2 separate regions of the Mus musculus genome follow, and region 1 is linked to region 2. Evidence: chromatin contacts called from public Hi-C data. All regions are on one chromosome and are shown on one strand. Each heading gives the region's core, a stretch centred on a gene start, on an enhancer-like site or on the middle of the called end of the contact. The rest is flanking DNA. Distances are from core to core; before and after follow the strand shown.

Evidence for each region. A called contact is a pair of places that touch in the nucleus more often than the background predicts.
Region 1: a Hi-C map of the C2C12 cell line shows a contact between it and region 2, with 1.8 times the contacts expected there. The contact joins two enhancer-like sites. A contact is called at or near these places in 1 of 15 datasets of contacts at CTCF or cohesin (CD8 T cells), 13 of 484 Hi-C or Micro-C datasets (3T3-L1-derived adipocytes, the C2C12 cell line, Th1 cells and 6 more) and 10 of 115 datasets of contacts at active chromatin or transcription factors (the 3134 cell line, CD8 T cells, Th2 cells and 6 more).

Annotation. Positions count from the first base shown.
Region 1 is chr12:73,840,339-73,843,788 of GRCm38.p6, forward strand. No RefSeq gene overlaps it. Among named protein-coding and RNA genes, the nearest start is that of Gm8075, 46 kb to the left of the region's middle. Within about 2 kb of position 2,068, at least 95 of the 459 cell types and tissues checked have an H3K27ac peak or open chromatin away from gene starts, as enhancers often do. A contact at or near this core is called in the C2C12 cell line and muscle stem cells, where this site is marked.
Region 2 is chr12:73,773,325-73,776,573 of GRCm38.p6, forward strand. It overlaps Prkch (protein kinase C, eta), which reads left to right. Exons shown (of 14, transcript NM_008856.4): 13 at 2,066-2,209. It overlaps Gm34189 (a long non-coding RNA gene), which reads right to left. Exons shown (of 3, transcript XR_003950198.1): 3 at 1-586. Among named protein-coding and RNA genes, the nearest start is that of Gm34189, 7.2 kb to the right of the region's middle. Within about 2 kb of position 1,902, at least 50 of the 459 cell types and tissues checked have an H3K27ac peak or open chromatin away from gene starts, as enhancers often do. A contact at or near this core is called in the C2C12 cell line and muscle stem cells, where this site is marked.

The DNA of each region.
Region 1 (3,450 bases), core at 818-3,317, 67 kb after region 2:
TGAGAAGATATTTTATATATCCCAGGCCTGTCTACATTTGGAAAGTGCAGGGCCCTTGATATATTTCACGGAGTCCTGGATCATGGAGCTAGCACTAGAGAGACAGGGAGCTGATAGGGCCATACTCTGTTTTGCTTCCCCATGAATGATAAAACTGGGTCTTCCTAATTTCTTCCCTTGTTGACTAGTTTATCCATCGTGGGTGTTTTATTTTGTTTTGTTTTGTTTTCTTGTGTCACATTATCTTTGGAGATGTAACAGGCAGCAAAGGGAGGGAAAAGGAAGAAAGACTCCAACCATAAGAGCAAACGAAGTGTTGATGCTTGTAAATAAGGATGCTTCTTTTTAAAAAATTACCTTCTCAGAGATGATAGAATACGGTATCATTGTAAAATATTCACATCCAACTGACATTCTCTTACATGAGTTCCTATGATCATGGTTTTGTGTTTCTATACTCAAGAACAGGGCGGAGGGGGGAATGAAATTGAAATATTGCTGAAAAATCCTGCCTACAGATGCAACACTTGGCAAAGACTCCCAGGCACTCCGAAGACTCAAAGCCCACCAGAACCTTGTTGAAGTGGAAATTTCTGGTTTCTGTGGAAACTCGGTTGTGTTCACATGATGTTTTGCTGGAAGCGGTCTTGTGAGAGGATGTTTTATGGAAGCAGACACGTGAGAGTTTGTATGATGTTTTGCTGGAACAGGCGCTTGAGAGGGTGCATGGCATTTAGAAAGAGTATAAATAGAACCCCACAGACTCTGAGAGGATGCTCTTGCATCGCCATGTCGGGCAGCACTTTGCTGGTCTTCACTGGTCTCCACTTCGTAGAGAGAAACTCACCAAAGAGCTTCTCGCGGTATTCCAGCCAATGCTTGCCATTTCTGCTGACCCTGCAGATTCAGAGGAGCCTTGCGATTTCTGCTGGATCGAGCTGCTGCTGCTACTGATTCATGTTTGGTGTTTGCTATTGGACTGGGCTGCTGGTATCCTGACAATAAAGGTTGGAGTTGCTCCAAAAAACTACTTCTAAACAGGTCCACAACCCCTTTTCCTATTAACCTTCTTTCTCCACGACTTTCTCTCTACTCTCCGGTTGGTGGGCTAGAAGGGAGTTTGGAACATTTAAAAACTCTAATTAAAGTAGATTTTGAAAAGTCTAAGCCTATGCCTTGTGGTACCCAGGACTTTGGCAATCAACAGAGCAAACCAAAGAACTAAAGGGGCCATGCATTGCACATGGCAGGGGTGGGGGTGTCTTCTAGGCTGCTGCAAAGCACCAGAGAGTGTGGAAAACATCCCTAAACTGTTTTAAGACTGATCTAGGACCTCAGGAGGTGGCTCTACAGGTAAAAAAGCCCACTGTATGAGCATGAAGACCTGAGTTTATACCCCCAGTACACACATAAAAGCTAAATGTGGTGATATATATCTGGAACTCCAGCATTGAAAAGGTTGAGATGGGGCTCAGGGTGACATAGAGGGACTCACTGGGCAGGCCACCTAATTGAAACAGAGAACTCCAGGTTCAGTGAGAGATGCTGCCTCAAAGCCTAACATGGAGAATAATAGACGAGGTTGCCCAAAGTCGACCTCTGCCCTCTACCTGTACTCCACAAAAGTGTGCATACCCAAACACACGCAGAAGACCGTTTTAGATCCACCATCTCTCAAGTGGTATCAGGTGAGATCAACTTAACAAAGACGAAGCTTCTGACCACAAAGGACTGATGGTTTTCAACTTGTTGCTGCCTATCAGAAAGAAACGTTACCGAGAATGAAACCATTGAGCAAAGGTTGAGAGTGTGAACTGGGGGTGGGGTGCACATGGCTGGCTCTGGCTACCTCTGTCTGTGAAAGGAACAAACTATCACTTATCTCCCAAGCCCTTTCTTATGTCAACAGAACAACCCCCTGGTTCATCCGCCCCTGATTCATACACCTCTGATTCAGTAGGCTCAGTTTGAGGGGAGGTTTTGATTTCTACGGTACAGATGCAGTTGCTAGTAGGTGAAAGGCAGTGCGTTTAGAGCCTCTCTTCCAGCCCTGGGGCTTCTACTTCCTGTCTCTCTCTCTCTCTCTTTTCTTATTAAGGTTAAGCATGAGTCATCACTCTGGTTAAAGGAGAGAGAGAGAGAGAGAGAGAGAGAGAGAGACGGGTTCTTTGCCAATACATCTGTGCAGTGATTCTGAATCAGAAACTGTCCCCACACAGGAGATTTGTGAGGCTGATACATCGGGAGCTGTTCTTATCTCCCCACACACACCCCAAGCCACACCCCTTACCCTGTGTCACTTCCAGGAACCTCGCCTGCAGATGTATGTCAGAAGAAAGTCTGGAAGGGATGAGTTGTATCACCGTCATTTCTCAACTTTAACTTTTATTTTATTTGCGTGGTGTGTGAGAGATAGATGTGTGTACATGTTTCTCTCTCTCTCTCTCTCTCTCTCTCTTTCTCTCTGTGTGTGTGTGTGTGTGTGTGTGTGTGTGTGTGTGTGTGTGTAAAGAATCTGGGTATGTTGAAACATGTCTTTAATTCAAGCATTTGCACTTGGAAGCAGAGACAATTGGATCTCTGTGAGTACCCTGACAGATGAGCTACCATAGTGAGATTCTCTTGCAAAATTTTTTGTTTTGAGAAGACTATAGTTGTCTCTTCATAATTATATACTGACATAAAAGTTTCCACTCAATCTTCTTTGAAGATATGAATTTAATAATGACTATATTGAACATCTACTAGACAGCAGGTACTATCATAAGGATTTTATATACAACTTCCTATTTAATTATCATAGTAAAGAAAGCATAGTGTAGCTGAGAAAACCAAAGACAAACAGTTTGGAGGCAGAGGGTAGGCTACAGAGACAGCTCAGTGATTAAGAGCACGAGCTGTCCTTCCAGGAGACACAGGTTCAATTCCCGGGACCCACAGGGCAGTTTACAAGCTGTAACTCCAGTTCCAGAGGTTCCAGTGTCGTCTTCTGGTCTCCAAAGGCACCAGGCACATACACGGTGCACAGACATACCTGCAGCAAAACACCCATAAAATAAAATAATGAAAAAAGTTTAAAACAGACCTTAAGGAACTTATTCAGATCCACACAGCCATAAAGGAATGGAACCTGGCCTCAGAAGTAGGCTAGTAAAGGATAAAGCTACATGGAATTGTTCTATGTGCATGTAAGGGAATTATACCTACTCCATGAATTCATACACACATGAAATTAGAAACTTTAGGTTTTAGTAAATGTCTCACTTCACTGATAGCAACTGACTTCTTAATTAACATTTTTAATGTTTGCATATTTATTTGGGGTATGTGTATGGGCATCTAAATGCCATGACACCTTATGAAGTTTCGAGGACAATTTGAATGTTTCTGTTCTCTCCTTCTACCATGTGAGTTTCAGGGGTTGAGCTCAGGCTGGGTGACCCCTGAACC
Region 2 (3,249 bases), core at 652-3,151:
TTTCCTACAGGAACAAGTTACAATCACACATTCACAAGAAATCCTCTGCTCCCATCCCTGGCAGATCTCGGAGTTTCCCACAAGCCATCTGGGTCTCTTTCTATGGTCCTTTTTTTTTTTCCTCAAGTTTTCTTTTCTTTTGTTTTTGTTTTTGTTTTTCCAATTTCATTATTAGTTGTTAATGTTCTTAAAATTGCAGATCCCCATCCATCAGGGATTGTACCTTACAATTAATAACTGGAGTATGAACAGCTGTGATTGGACCTGTGTCTGTTTGAATGCTTATTTTATTCTGAGTCCTACTCTCAAATCCAGCATGCTAGAGACTCTACTTGTTTGTCACTTGTAGAAAGGAGAAGCCATTAAATCTCTTCAGAGTCTTCATTCTTACTGGTTCCCCTTTGACATTTTTTAAACGTTTTGTAAAGTAGATACTGTGGGATTGCTGTTTGCTGAGGCATGTCGCTGTCTTTTCCTTTAGCATGACCCTTCTCGGATGACCCAACCCTGAGGCCTTCATAGCTCTGGCTTCCTGGCGTGACCCAGGTGTCACTGTCTTCTGTGTCTTCATCAGCAACGAGATTGACTTTGGAAAAAAAAAATATCATTAAAAGTTCACAGTAAATTCAGCTCCAAACAGTTTCCATAAACACAGAATTACTTTGGTTTTATGTTCACAAGTCAAACATGGAAAGGATATTTGGTGACTGTCAAAAGTTGTCATTAGTCTCTTTACGGATAACTTGATTTTGAGTCCGGAGGTGTGGCTCAGAGGTAGGGTACTCATCTCTGTCACACATGGCCCTGAGTTTCAGTTTGGAAGAAGCACAAAGAAACTTAAAGTAACTTGATTTACTTATAACCACAGTAACCTTTTGCCTTGTTGGTTTCCCATGATTCTGGGATAGAATTGGGCTCCTCTCTGTGCTAGGTAAGCACTCTCCCACTAAACCATAGCCACGATGCTGTTACCTGGTTTTATTGCTTTGTTTTCTGAGACAAGGCCTTACATTACAGCCCAGGCTGACTTAGCATTCACCATTCTCCTGCCTCAGCCTCCAAAAGGGATCACAGACAGGTGATACCACCATGCCCAACCCAAACACATCTCTTTATTCACATTTAGCTTTTATTTTTTAATGGAAAAATCATTTGAAATTAAAATTATTATACTGGCCCTAAAAAGTGAATTATCCTGAGCCCTTCATTGGGAAATGATCAAAACATGGAGTCCGCTTATAAAATGGGAAGTTAGCCCAAAATGCCTAGGAGCTGAGCACAAGCAGTGTCTTCCAATCTACATGAAGATGGAATATTTGGAATATTTATGAGCAGCACTTGAGTATTGGGATTTTGTTTTAGCTCTGGCCTCTGTAAGTCACACGTTCTCACTCCAGAAACAGATTCCAAGCTGCAAGAGGGGCATCTTGATAGCAGCAAAGGTTCATCTCAAACTCTCATAGCTTAGCCACAGAAGGACAAGCAACCAACTTTCATTTCTCCTAAAGCTGGGCACAGAAGTTTCTAGAGTGTTTCACCCCTGCTGACATTTTATAGAGATGTCAACAACAATGGCTTTCACTCTTCTCTGTGGTTTCAGGAGCAATGGGGAACCCTGGCCAGCTGTGCAGCCGACAGAACAATGTCCCAGCTGTTCCTAAAAGCAGCCCTAGTCAGACTCTACCTGCTGTCCACAGCTGCCATGCCAGGGAAAGGCGCACTGGTTCACAAGGAGTTGCCTTTCTCTAGAGAGGAAAGAAAAATACTGAGTATTTACAGAAAAGAAAATTGGACCCTTCAGCCTTCTTTTAGTGGCCATGCCTGAAATGGCAGTGGGGAAGGCCAAAAATCCACTCAGGCAGTCTCGACATTAAGGCATGATTCATACTGCCCAGGATGGAAAATCCAGCTAGGGAAGCAAGCGCAGCCAAAAAACCTCCCAGGAGGTCCTTTGCCAGGGCTGCTGCCTGCTGTCCTGTGAGACGGCTGCATATGAATGAATGAATGAATGAATGAATGAATGAATGACGGTCTTTCTCTCTCTCTCTTTCTTGCACCGTCATAGTTCATGACCAAGAACCCCACCATGCGCTTGGGCAGCCTGACTCAGGGAGGAGAGCATGAGATCCTGAGACACCCTTTCTTTAAGGAAATCGACTGGGCCCAGTTGAACCATCGCCAGTTAGAGCCGCCTTTCCGACCTAGAATCGTGAGTGCCGCTGTAAAAGATTCTCTCCCTTTTTCTTCAGATGACCAAAGTCCAAGGAAAAGCTGGTGTCGCCTATGGAATGACAGAGTCAAGGTTGGCTGTCCCTTGCTGCACAGAGAGATGGGCTGGTTGTCCCTGAGACAATGTCTCTCCATGTGTTGACTATTTATCACAAAGTTTTCACCTCTCACTTGTGCTAGCTCTACCCTCCCTGAAACTAAATTAAAATTTCCCAGTAGCTAATACACGTAAGCTGCTTTAAATATCCCTAGAAGAATTTAACTAATTGATGTCATTCTTCCTAGCCAGTTTTCTCCTGTTCTTGGGGCACCATTTGTGCCTCTCCCAGGCCTTAAGATAGTAGAGAAGATGCTAGATGCTCCTTCACTGAGCCTGGCTTCTTGACCTGCACAGCTTGTCACTGCTACAGTGATAGAGGACTCAGGCCAGACAGGCAGAGCCCCTTTGGAGAAATGCAGAGGATAACAACGGTAGCAATCTAAGCCACCAAGCTTGAGAGTGGCCCACCTCACAGTAATCGAGCCAAGCTGTACTTATAAGCATCAAGGGTTCCAGAGAAGGCAGGCTAAAAATAGATCAAGACTATTGGGAGGAGACAAGGTCTGAGACAAGGCGGAGGAGAAGCGTCCTTGAATCAGATAAGAGGAGTGGGATCTCTCACAATGGTTGAAAAGAAAGAAACAGACCTCCTTAGTATGCTTATAAAGATTTCATTTGCCCAGTTCTTTCAAACAGAGTGAGCTTAGTCTGTGCCAGCCTATTAAACTTTGGATGTCCAGCAGCCAGAGGGATCCCACCAGCTCTAGCCCAGTGGGGTGTATTGTTTCTGACCAGTAACAGGTTATACACTTTTGCTCTAAGCCTGGCAGCACCGTGGTAAAACAACCCGAGAACCTCTTCTCACATGTGCAAAATGTGTGCAAACACTAAGTGGGCTGAGAATGAGTTTATTCAACCTCTGGCCAGATGTTGAGTGGGCGTGCCCCTCAGCAAGGCCTGCTGGGAAACCACACCTCAGT